Regions from separate parts of the Triticum aestivum genome. Here region 2 is linked to region 1. A link is a contact called in public Hi-C data. All regions are on one chromosome and are shown on one strand. Each heading gives the region's core, a stretch centred on a gene start, on an enhancer-like site or on the middle of the called end of the contact. The rest is flanking DNA. Distances are from core to core; before and after follow the strand shown. Region 1 holds the start of LOC123079565 (DNA-directed RNA polymerases I, II, and III subunit RPABC5). Region 2 holds the start of LOC123079567.

What was found. A called contact is a pair of places that touch in the nucleus more often than the background predicts.
Region 2: a Hi-C map of leaf shows a contact between it and region 1, with 4 times the contacts expected there. The contact joins the promoter of LOC123079567 here to the promoter of LOC123079565 in region 1. A contact is called at or near these places in 3 of 5 Hi-C or Micro-C datasets (all in leaf) and 1 of 1 datasets of contacts at active chromatin or transcription factors (leaf).

The regions. Positions count from the first base shown.
Region 1 is chr3D:448,508,374-448,514,829 of IWGSC CS RefSeq v2.1, reverse strand. LOC123079565 (DNA-directed RNA polymerases I, II, and III subunit RPABC5) reads left to right here and starts at 2,569. Exons shown (of 5, transcript XM_044502355.1): 1 at 2,569-2,852; 2 at 2,931-3,068; 3 at 3,421-3,479; 4 at 4,720-4,814; 5 at 4,904-5,217. The coding sequence starts at 3,033. The coding sequence ends at 4,929.
Region 2 is chr3D:448,849,377-448,855,832 of IWGSC CS RefSeq v2.1, reverse strand. LOC123079567 reads right to left here and starts at 2,424. Exons shown (of 5, transcript XM_044502356.1): 1 at 2,150-2,424; 2 at 1,958-2,058; 3 at 953-1,073. The coding sequence starts at 2,004.

The DNA of each region.
Region 1 (6,456 bases), core at 1,320-3,819:
TTTTTACAAAAAAAACCAAAAACCTCAACCATTCAATTCTTGCCTAGCAACTGGTTTCAGAGTAGAGGAGCAGTGGATCAGTTCAGTTGTACTGCTCATACTTGTGATTGAGAATAAATGATTTGGAATAATTGGATTAATTGCAATAATAGGGAGGGACTATGTCCTTTGCATTATGATGGAGTAAATAGCATAAAACTACTAGTTTACAGGCTATGGTTCCAAAAAACTACCGAATTTATTTTTTTCGCTGATAACTACCAAGTCAGGGGTTGGCTGTTTCAAAAAACCCCAAATTCTCTTTGTTAAAAAATTAAACAGGTTTATGACAGGTCAGGCCCGCCACTAAACACACCGTTTGGTTGACCATTTGTTTGACCGTTAACTGACTTGTGGGGGCCACATGTCAGCGCCTCATCAACAGAATTTTTACAGATTAGCCCCTACAAATATTTTTAAAAAGCAATCAGGTCCCTGGAATCAATTTCAAAAAGCAATCGGGTCCTTGGACTGTCGCCGCCGCGCCTCCAAAGGGCTCTGCCCGTGGTCGCCGTTGCGCATCCATGGGGCTCCGCCCGTGGTCGCCGCTGCACGTCGCCATGGGTGGTCGCCACCGCGCACTGCCGCCATGGGGCTTCGCCCGTGGTCGTCGCCGCGCACGCCATGGGGGTCCGCCCGCAGTCGTCGTCGCGCTGCCACCCGCGCCGTAGACAGCACCAGCAGTCCCCGCCCGCTCCCGCAACCCCTGACCTCCGCCACCAGCGCGACAGAGCCAGCAGCCCGCACCCACCTCGAGTTGGCGCGAGGAGGAGAGAAGAGGGAGAAGCCGCACTATGGGGAGCACACCGCGGTTGCGGGCACGGCTCGCCGGCCGGAGGAGGCGGCCGCCGGCACACACGCTGCACCATGGATCTGTTGGGGCCGAACGGGAGGTCCACCCCGCGCGCAGTGTACGACGACGGGCGACCGAAGGGAGGCCCGCGGCGACGACGGGGCTACTGGCCGGCGAGCTCCTCACGGCTGGGCTGCTGGCCGGCGAGTTCATCCGGCGGGGCTGCTGGCCAGCGCAGCTCCTATCGTTCTGGAGCACAGGGACGGGAGGGACCCGATTGCTTTTGTAAAAATTTATAAGGACCTGATCGCGGTTTTTTAAAACAGACAGTGACATGTGGCCCCCACAAGTCAGTTAACGGTCAAACAAATGGTCAACCAAACGGTGTGTTTAGTGGCGGGCCCGACCTGTCATAAACCTGTTTAATTTTTTAACAAAGAGAATTTGGGGTTTTTTGAAACAGCCAACCCCTGACTTGGTAGTTATCAGCGAAAAAAATAAATTCGGTAGTTTTTTGGAACCATAGCTTGTAAACTAGTAGTTTTATGCTATTTACTCTATGATGATAGTGCACTACTCAAAATAATAGGCATAGACACTTGTAAGTGCCGAGGTGCGGCAGTCTGAGGCGATCGCGGGCAGCAAACGACTGAAGAAGGTATAGGAGGCCTAGTAGAAGGCGGGAGTGATTTGAACGGGTCAAGCAGTGTTGAGTGGGTCGTCTAGTATGCGTGGGCCGCTGGGCCGTGTAACCACTAGTGGGCCGGCGAAAGATATATAAGCCAGAGTGTAATACTGCTGTAGCATCGAATTTGAAATAGAATCAGTCTGGGCCTCTCATTTTCCCTCTCCTTATCTTATCTTCTACCTTGCGCTGTCCTTCCCTCGCTCAAGTTCGCCATTGCTACCTTCCAATAATTTGGATTAATTGGAATAATAGGGAGAGACTATGTTCTTTGCATTATGATGGTAGTGCACTACTCAAAATAATAGGCATAGATACTCTGCATCTTATATAGATGGCCTATTTACATGCTCCTAGATGGCTCTGAATGTTTTCCTAAAAATATATAGATGGCCTAAAAATAATTCAGAGTATATATAGATGGCCCAAAAAATACTTCTTTTCACTCTGAATCTTATAGACAGTCAAAGAACATTGTACACTGCCTAGCCACTGTTTCATCTTCATCCTAGCCACTGTTTTCAGTAAATGTTTGGATGTCAGGAGTACGATGAAAAATCAAGTTTTCCTCTGTGGTTGTTGATGGTGATCAAACAAGGGGCCATCTTCCTCTAGAAGAAACAAAGGGAGCACTCTCTTTGTGATGTCAGTAAACATGTCACCATGTTTACAGAGAGCGGTTTGAAAAACATGTCAGAATTGTTCCTACAGTTTTTGAAAAGATTTTGATTTTTTTTTTGAAAAAACACGTTTACCGATAGTACTCCTTTTCAAAACACAGCATTTTTACAGAGAGCAGTTTGAGAAAACATGTCAGCATGTTTACAGAGAGACAGAGTACTCCTTTTCAAAGCACGGCTAAAATACCCTCTTTCTAAAATTTTGAAAAGGAATCAAGACCTACAGTTTGAGCACATTTGGCATTGTATTACACACATTTGGCGTGCAAAAAAAAAAAGAATCGGGATTCCTGCTTGCGGAAAAAAAAACATTCCTGGAGTTGGCCTTATTTACGATCAGATGCCACTGCGAAGTGGCCCTTACCTGTTCGATGGACAAGCTCGAAATAATCCCGATCCCCATTATCCTCTGTCCTCGGCCACTCGTCGCTCGTCAACCCTAGCCGCCAGCGACGAGGCCGTCCCGACGCCGCCATCTCTCGTCGCCGGTGAACTTCGTCCGGCGACCCCCTCACCACCCCGACTACCGTCTGGTCCTCGAGCCGCCCTTCCCCGACACCGCGAGTCCGTCCTTCTTCCCAACCTGCCAGCAGCCGACCCCTGCCGCCGGCGACGCTGCTCTTCTCCCCCGCCGTCGCCACTTCAGAGGCTCAAGGTGAGCTCGTCCAGAACCAGATGTGCAACCCCATCCCTCTCCATTCATTTTTCATGTCCTCTCTCACACCGTTTGCAGATTAATCCTCTCTCACTGACCCTCTCCTTCGTCCCGAAAACCCTTGTTCCCCTTTCCTTCTTCTCCAGCGGCGGCGGCAAAGGCGGAGGCAGAGGATCCAAGATGATCATCCCGGTTCGCTGCTTCACCTGCGGCAAGGTAAACCCCATCACCCCCACCGCCCCACGCCGCGGCTTAGGGCACATTGCCTCTTAGGGGGTATGCACTCTTCTTCTAGGTTTATGTGGTGGTACACTAAGATTTTTCTCATCGATCCTCTCAAATAACCAGGCGATGTTTGTACCCAAGATTTAATGCTAGGGTGTAGTTGTTGTGTGACACATCAATTTTTCTAGGGTTAAGCTTACTGAAAAGTATTCCATTTAAACTTCTGTGAATAGCTCTGCATGTTTTTTCCTATCTACATGTTCATATAATGAATTGGGAGAATTCTTGGCCTTTGCCTGAAGAAAGAGATCAACTCACAAGATCAGTTTTTATGCTTGGACAGGTGATCGGGAACAAGTGGGACCACTACCTCGATCTTCTCCAGGCCGATTACACTGAGGGGTAAACATTTATGCATCCTGGTTCCTGGGCTCCGGTTTGATTGTGCATATTGTACTGGCTCTGCCTTTGATCCTGATTTGGTGGATGAGGCCTTGAGGGAGCCTGCATTTGCAATGTCGGCTTCTTTTCATTTTTAGCTAGAAGACTAGTATGCTGTATATCTTGTGACGTACATGGTGCACCACTGAACACCATAGCGTACCTGATCCATAATGCATGAAAACTGAAAACTAGTGGCTGTGTCATGCACCTTTTGATGCATTTGGGGGCCCTTACTAGTGTGGTGCTTCCCTGTTTTAGATATTTCATAAGCCTTCTACTTGCCCTTTCACTGAACTGTCACTTTGACTGGGATGTATGGAGCAATTAGAATTATTCCAGTGTTAAACCAAATGGCTAAGAATGGATGATAGTTGCTATGTTTGCATCCTATTACGTGTTTTTCCCTTTGTTAAAGTTTTATCATATTTTCTTAGTGTCGAACGTAACTAGGTACTTAAGAGTATGGTAGTATACTAATCTTTGTAGTCTTTGCAAAACAATATTTCACCTTTTTAGCCATGTGTACTCTCCATACTCTGCATGCTGTGTCGTAATGTTATGTTGAATAATATTGTGTATCTTAAATGGACACTAGAAAGACAAAAAAACAGAAGCTGATGATGACTGTAATTTTTATTGCATACGATTGTATTATATTTTCTTATTATCGGACGCAGCGAGGTACATAGAGTATAGTAAAGAATGTCATCAGATTAGCCATATGTACTCCCCACCCCTACTCTGCATACCGATGTTATTGTGTAACAGTATGGTGTTTCTTGTTAATGAACACTATAATGACAAGACAAATGTTCATGTGTAAAATTGTAAATTATATTACATACATATTATAGTTACGAACACATTGGAGTCTACCGTTGAGTGTGGCTGAGGTGCTTGGTTTCTGAAATGTTGGAATCTTTGCTCGATGGTGTTCCACCTCGACATTTGCGTCTATGTTTTTGTTCCCCATGCTTAAGACTAGGAAATCACTACTTATTTGTCAATACAGTTCCTAAAAACTAGAAGAGCATCCTTACCCTACCTATTTTTTTTACTTTTCTAGAGATTAGAATTATTAGAAGGGACATCGGTTATGGTTTATTAGATAACTTTATTGCTAATATTGTATATAATGTTTACAACTATTATATTGAAATCTGATTTTATCCATCTTTCTGCTGTTGTATGTTGTTAGGGATGCTCTGGATGCCTTGGGTTTGGTACGCTACTGCTGCCGCCGTATGCTCATGACCCATGTTGACCTCATCGAGAAGTTGCTCAACTACAACAGTAAGTTGATGCTGTTATGTGACTATGTAAGCTATATTCTGCTGCTTCCTTTGTTATTTCTTTTGGAACTGACAGTAGTTCATTTTCAGCCCTGGAGAAGACGGAGACAAGTTGAGTTAATTGAACCCATTCTGCCTCGAAACCCTTGTTCCTTTGTAGTTTTCAAGATGGATGGTATGCTGTTTCTTATGTCAGTGCTTAGGAGGTGCCAAGTGTGAGGTCCTGAAATGAAGTTGGTTTGTTCATGAATCTCCAAGGACTGTTAGTGTGACCATCTGTTTCTACTATCTAATATTCAGGGCTTCTTCTCAAAAAAAAAATCTAATATTCAGGGCTATATTAACCAACAGTCTATGCATTATCCAGTTTCAAACTTATTAAGCTCCAAGCGTTGAACATGTTATTCCTGTGCTTTCTGTTGGATCTTGTTGGTTGTGGGCACCCATGGGTATCTTACCATTGAATCGTTACTTGAGTTATATGCATTGAACTTCCACATTTACCTGCCTGCTTGACACTATTTGTTTGTTTTCTATTCATGTGATGATATCGATTGTATTTAAAATCAAGATAGATAACAATTGCGGTTTTGAGCACATGCAAACAATGCTCGTCGAACATTTGTTTGTTACTGCTGTTAACTTGAATTGTCATCCATTCATCTATTGGTTGACCTAGGTGGTAATCATATTGCAAGGGTGCCATTCCCATTGTTCTTGACATATAGTGCAACCACCGTACTATTCATTGATGCATGCATAAGTCGTTGTACTGTAGAGATGCTCTGTTTGCGACGGTCGTGCTTGTTTATGGTGATGCTGCAGACATAACATGTTCTTGTAGGCCTAATCATACAATCCACCTCTCTCCTTTCCGTTGACCTGTGAATTTCGTGGAACATCCCCAGGGATTAAGATTAAGATCATGCTGCTTACTTAGCACGATCATGAAGTTTTATTAGACTAGCACAAATACCTGTGCGAAGCAACGGGAGACATTTTTACACGTCTCATGCCTCGGTAAATTCCGTTCGTCCTTGTCTCAGTCCGCGCTCCATATATATATTTTTAGTTGGATAGCTTTCCTTTCTTCATTCTGTAAACTGGATTGTTGTGTTGGTTGGTTCAGTAGCAGCTTTGCTACTCGCTGGGGACTCATCCTTTCTGGCCACGTCGTCACGTAGGTGTAGGATTATTGGGGTAACCCCTGACTAGTGATCTCGAAACGAATGACGTTCTGCGGTTTCATGTTTCGGGCCTCTTTGATTCGTAGGATTTTAAAAACGTAGGAATAGGAAAAGTATAGGGTTGGAGTGGCATGCTCACTTGAATCCTATAGAATTAGCAATGAGTGTTTGATGGCACGGGAAAAACAAGGAATTGTAAAAAGAGGTTGGAGTGGATGTTAGATTTTCTATGAAATGTAGTACAAAAGATTTCATAGGAAAAAATCCCATGAAATTCAATCCTATGAATCAAAGGACCAACATAGGGAAAGATCCTAAGGATTTTAATCCTCCAGAAACTCTATAAAATTCCTTTGAATCAAAGAAGCCCTTCATTCTGCAGTTTTCTAACCGGATCTCTGCATTATTTCTATCCTTAGCTCAGTTTGCGGCTGCTGAACTGTGTCATGTGGTTTT
Region 2 (6,456 bases), core at 1,175-3,674, 340 kb before region 1:
ACGTTGTGGTGCCTCCAGATCTCTCAAATAGTGAACTGGATGAGGGATGAAGTGCCCTTGCGCAACACTGCTGCGACGGCATGGATGGCCAAAAACCATCAGTCAGTGAAGCTAGCCGCTGACTGTGGAGGCTGGGCGGGAGATCAGATCCATGCGAGAGTTGTCAGCCAAAAGGCCAGACAGACCATGCATTTTTACTACAGTGAGATTGCAGGCCACAAGTAACGGGTCTGAACAACTATTCAAGTTACATAGAATCCTTCAAAACATTATTTTACATTGTTGTCCACGGTATCATACTAAATAAAAGAACTTAGCGAAATCCCTTGGGCTTGTAGCCTCCTGCAAACCCCTTTTGAACTATGCCGAGTGATGAAAAACTAAAGTGGAAAACTAACACCTTAGCAACAATATGCAGCAGTGAAATCCCTTGGGCTTGTAGCGAAATCCCTTGGGCTTGTAGCCTCCTGCAAACCCCTTTTGAACTATGCCGAGTGATGAAAAACTAAAGTGGAAAACTAACACCTTAGCAACAATACGCAGCAGTGAATAGCCACAGCTGATATGGTGCATTCAGTAGGCAGGATTTGAATGACTCCAGTGATTTACTTCGACTATTAATTACTATAGGTCAGTTATAAGTACGCTGCGTTGTTCATGACAACCTCTTCAATTCAGGCATGCGGTATCAAAACGGACACCAATGCCGCCTGCGTGCGTGTGTGACTGTAGTTTTGCACAAACTAGTCGTGAGTCTTGAACCTATTGAGGTTTGAACTCTGGACCCAGTGCGTTCCTAGTTCTATCTGTACAACCCGTAACATGTGCATAGAGGGACACTGACAGGCATGTAACAGGCCAGTAAAGCAAGATATACTTCCTTTAAACTACAAGTTCATAATGAAAGCTGAACCACCAGTATGCAAACATATCTGAAGCAAATAGTACCAACCCTTGATGCTCTGGTGGTTGAGGAAGATCTAGTGACGGTCCGTTTAGGCACATTTGATGGTGGGGCTTTCTCAGCAACCTCCAGTGCAGGAGCACGGGGTGTTCCCGGGGGAGTAAGAAGCCTGAGGAATGCATTCACATGTTATGTAAATCACAAAAGATTTATCAATAAAAAGCCAAAGCCAAAGCACAAAACACTCGAGCATGAGAAGCATACATCTCATCCAACAGCAAAACACCGCATATTTTGGCAAGCACTGCTCATGCGAATGACATCCAAATAAACTTTAGCCTACATCTTGATGGTCATTTAATCATCTCACCCCAGTATAAGATGTGGTACCAGGTTTTATAGGTCACTACATAATTGCAACTGAAACACTGCAGTAATTCTACACAAAATGGCAACTCAACCAGACTAAGATTGGAAATTAATCAGCTATATTTATGATCGCCAGTTGCTGCCGGGCCAACCTTCAGTTAATCCTACATGGCTTTGACAATGCAATAACTCTGTGGCAGTGCAATTGGAGTATCATTACAGTATCCAATTTAGGATATCCTAAAGTTGGCAATGCTATCAGCCTGCCTATTTGCTGTGGCATTTATCTATTTTGCCTTTCCAAGATACTCCCATGTTTAGATGAGTAATAAAGTGATATACAGTACGTGTTATGTCCCATGCTTTGCTCTGCTAAGAAGGAGCCCACCGACCAACCATCCGGTTGCAGCTAATCCTAACTAAGCCAAACAGCTTCAGTTATTCGGTATCATGCAATCTTAACCAGAAACAATCGCACCTGACACGACCAACAATACCCCACCATATGATTGGGGCAGTACCACAGACTCAAAAACGTCTGAAAACACAGCATCGCAGCCATTACACTAAGCTTGGACCGAGGATTCGCCGTTCGATGGCAAAGGGGGAAAACATGAAATCGCACACAGACTTAGTGAATCAGATCACCGCCAAACGGGAGCAATGATTGGTCTAGAGCATCACCAGTCGTAGTCGTGCTTCCCGATCTCCGTGCCCAGCAGCTCCTCCATCTCTGAATCCCGCCTCAGACTCCGAAAAATCCCCAACTATATGGAGACCAGCAACTGCAAGCACAGAGGGTAGAAAAAATCACTCATAAACTCAAACGCATGCGGCCGGACTCAATCAAAGCAGCGGTAACCACCAGCTACTTACACTGTCTCCGGCGATCCGGCGAGGCGGCCGGGGATCGCTCCGCCGCGCGGGATCCGGATCCCGCTCCCCTCGCGCCGGCGCCGCCGCTCCGAGAGAGCCGCGAGGAGCTCCTGCCACCTTGGCCTTTGCTTGCGGCGATGAGGCGTGCGAGACCGCGACCGGGGCGGGGGAGGAAGAAGCGAGAGAGACGGGGTGCGTGCGTGTGCTCGTCGCGGTTAGTATTTTTTTCTCGTCCCCCCTCTTCGCCTGCGCTGTTTTGATTTCGCCTTCGCTTTTCGAATCGCTGGGCGGGTAAATGCCTGGGGCCTGGCCGTCACGAGATATATCCCTCATGGGACCGGCGGGCGTGCGGGCCCAGTTGCCAGTGGGTGGCTGGGTGCGGGTGGGCGCGGGCGGGGTGGGAGAGGGTGAAAATCGGGCGGTGGGTCTGGAAAAGTCGGCGGCGGGTTTGCTGGGATAGAGGCGACGTGTCGGGGTTATGGGGTCGCACGACGAGATCTCCTTGTCGCCGGGCCCAGCTGTCAGTCGGTTAACGATGGCTAAAGGGGGTCCTCGATCGTGTCGTGGGATGGTGGGGGTCTGGTCAAAATTGGAGCGTTGATTGTTGAGGTGGATCACTGGTCATAGTGGGTGGTTCCATGACCTTTTCTTTTATCGGGTGCTTCCTAAATCTTGAATACTTAGAGCAACTTCAATGGACCGATCCAAACGAACGACATTTTTGTCCGTTTTTTATTCGTTTGGGTCGGCCAGGCGGACACGAACGTACGCTTTCGCGTTTGGGTCGGCGCGTGCGTCCAACGCTGGCTCGCCCCATTTTTGACGGCGCGAGAAAAAAAAGAAAACATGTAATAATTATACATTAAAGCTGACCACGAAGGCCGGTGAGAGTCCACGCGTCCATATTAGCATTAATAAAAACTAAAAATAAACTAAACTACGAGGCGGCGCGCTGCCCTAGGCGTCGTCGTCGTCCTCAGGGTCCGTCAGGTCGATGAGCGCCGGCGCAGGGCCGGCCCAGGAGAACACCAAGTTCCAGAGGGCGTTCATGTCGGGCGCGGGCTCTGCCGCCGCCTGTGCCGCCGCGGCCTGGCACGCTTCCTCATCGGCGCCGTGCTCGAGCATCTCGAGGTACTCGCCGTCGCGGCGCTCCTTGGCCAGCCGGATGTGGTGCCAGTGCTCGAGGTACGGCGCCTCCTGCGTCGGCATCGCCCCCACCCAGACCGGCGGCGCGCGGACCCACTCGCACACTACTCCCGTCCAGGAGTAGCGCTCGATGGGCTCCGGCTCCGGCTCGGCTTTCACATAGGACGGCAGGGACGGCGGGGTCACCGGCGGCAGGACGCAGTCGCCCGCTGCGGAGAGGGCCATGGCCGTCTCGTACGCCGCCTCCTCTTTCTCTGCCGCCGCTCGTCCTCCTCGCTCTCCCGGTAGACCGCCGCAAGGGCAGCCTGGTAGGCGGCCTTCGCCGCCTAGTCCTCCTCACGGACGATGAGCGGGGGCGGTGGCACGGTGCGGTCGACCTCGCGGACGCCGCGTCGCCTCGCCTCCTCATGCTCGAAGGCGAACCAACGCGCCTAGTTGGGCGAGTCAGAGGCGTAGGCGGCGTCGCGGCGCTACTCCGGCGTCAGGAGCGCCCGTCGGCGCCGCACCTCCTCCGCGTGCGCCCTGGGGGATCCTCTCCGGATCTAGGCACCAGTCATGCGGCAGGGTGGCGTTAGGGTACGGGAGAGGCACGCCGTGCTGCCAGTGCCACTCCGCCTGGTGCACAGGCACGTTGACGTGATGCCTCGGCCGGCGAGCTGGCGTCGGCGGAGGCAGGAGAAACTCCGGGCGAAAGGGGATGGCGGGCGACTTGCCCTTGGCCTTCCAGCTGCTGTCGGTGCCGGAGAAGAGCCCCATTTGGCACGGCTAGGGTGGCTAGGGTTTGCCGGCGACGGGGGAGCGAGCGTGGCTAGATGGGGACGGGGACTGGCTGGATGAGGACGGCCCCACCGCACGGTCGGCTTAAAAAAAGACGACCGTCATCGCTGGCGTGTAGGCCCCAGGTCATAAATTAAGCTGACCAGGTAGGTGGCGGGCGGTTGGACGACCGCCAGGTGGGGCCGTGGCGGACACCGAGAAGGCGCGCGTGGCGTCCGTTTCGCGTCCGCGCCGACGCGAAGCGGACTCCATTTGGGTTTGGGTCGCCGCGTTGGGCCTCCTCTTTTGTCCACGCCGACCCAAACGAACGGCGGCAGACGAAATGGGTCGCCTCATTGGAGTTGCTCTTACACATTTACTATGTGGTCAAATATGTACTCCTAAACTGTCAAAAAAAGTGTGTGCCGGTATTTAAATTCCTAACCAGCAAAATTGACTACTCTGTTTGTGTTTGGCAATAATGAAAGTCAAATATGAGCCTCAGCTCCACATGTTGTGCTCACTGATTATCCAGGTCACGCTACACCTTCGGTCAACGACAGCACAGTGTGGTTTAGTTAAATCGAATGGTAAACTGTCAAACTAACAAGAAGCATTCAGGCCTTGAGGGATCGAGGTCAATGCAGGGGTAGCATAGCAGATGAGCCACCTGCAAAAAAAAAAAAAAGCATAGCAAATGAGTACGTGCAACATGGATCAGGAGGAGCTGCTCGCTGCTTGAGTACATTCGATACAATCTGCTCCGAGTTATATAGTACTCTCTCCGTAAACTAATATAAAAACGTTTAGATCATTAAAATAGTGATCTAAACGTTTTTATATTAGTTTGCAAAAGGAGTACATACCATACAAACATTCCTAGTGTCTGTGTGAAGTACTCCTATTTACCGCACTACGCACCAGCAAGCGCAGAACATTGCTCCTAGTACTTCATGAACGACTCGTGTGTATCAACCCGCAGCTGGACGTGCCAAGTGGAGTAATTTATGCAGCGTCGACGTCAGTTAATGAACGGGAGAAGCTTCCATTTACTAGGATCAGCGGCCTCCCGTGAAGTTTGTTCGCGGGAGCACTTTGTTTGCAATTTTACCTTCCAGCTTTCTTCTTCATTTCTTGCAAAGAGTTACTCTCTTCTAGTTTCGCTTTTACACTTTGCGCTAGTTTATCTTGTAAGTTTTTCTTAAAAGAAGAATTACCCCGTCCTCTACATCAAAATGAAGCATACAACCATCTTTATTATTTTTTTAATCAAAGTATGATAAAATAAATACAAAGATCAACCAAAGCCACCTTCGAGACGAACATATTCGCTACACACCTATAAATATAAATATGTACCCTAACCGCATCAACAGACACCGTCTAATCCAGTGGCCTTAAGAAGCCGTCCGGCTGGCAATCTGAGAGTACCAACCGGTCTAGGCGGCCCACAACACGCACCACATGCACACGCTCTAGGATCCGCCGCCGCCATCTTCCTTCATCCCATCTTCAGGAATCAGGAGGGATCATTGCGTATCTTGCCAGTCCCATCTGCCGTCGACGTCACCACGACGCCAGCCAACATTATCTGTCATGAGCATTTCACAACCTTAAGGATCAATTCATCCCGCAAGAAATATGTATTGCAAATGGGACATAAGTGCAGTCTAAAAATATCGAGGCATGTCGGTTACATCTCATTAGATGAAAAATGCTAAACAAATATTCAGCACTTCACAGTTCATCAGAAGGTAGAAGGTAGATGAGTGATTGCCAAAAAGTCGGGCTGTAGGCATATCCATGAGGATGTTTGCAAGTAAGATACAACTTAATACTCCCTCCGTCCCATAATATAAGACGTTTTATACTAGTGCCAAAAAACGTCTTATATTATGGGACGAAGGGAGTACTTGATACTATAACAAACACAGGAAGGAATAATTCAAAGCAACAAACGTCTGAAGAAAGATGGCCAACAAGTGTGACAGTCAGCTAAACTACATGTTGCCGATTAAGCATCGCTACCAATGAAACATAGAACAGAAGGAAACTCGAATAACACTATCTTCGCATACATGAACAATTCACTGTACGTACAACACTAGCACTATCTTCACATAAACATTTGGGTTAATTATCCTTTTGCCCTAAGTGGTGTCCATGTACTCAGTTTTGCCCTCAGATGTGAATTGTGCTCAGTTTTGCCCCTAGTCCGTGCGCACCGACTCGTTCCGTGAACTCTGCCGTCTCCGTCAGATCAACCTTTTGACTCGGCCCTTACAGGTGGGACCAGGCGGCAGAGACGGCCAATTCTATTCAGACCGTTGCACACGTGGCTTGTGGAACCTAGCAGAGAGCCGTTGAGCAGAGAGCCGTTGCGGGTGTGCTATATAAGCGGGCGA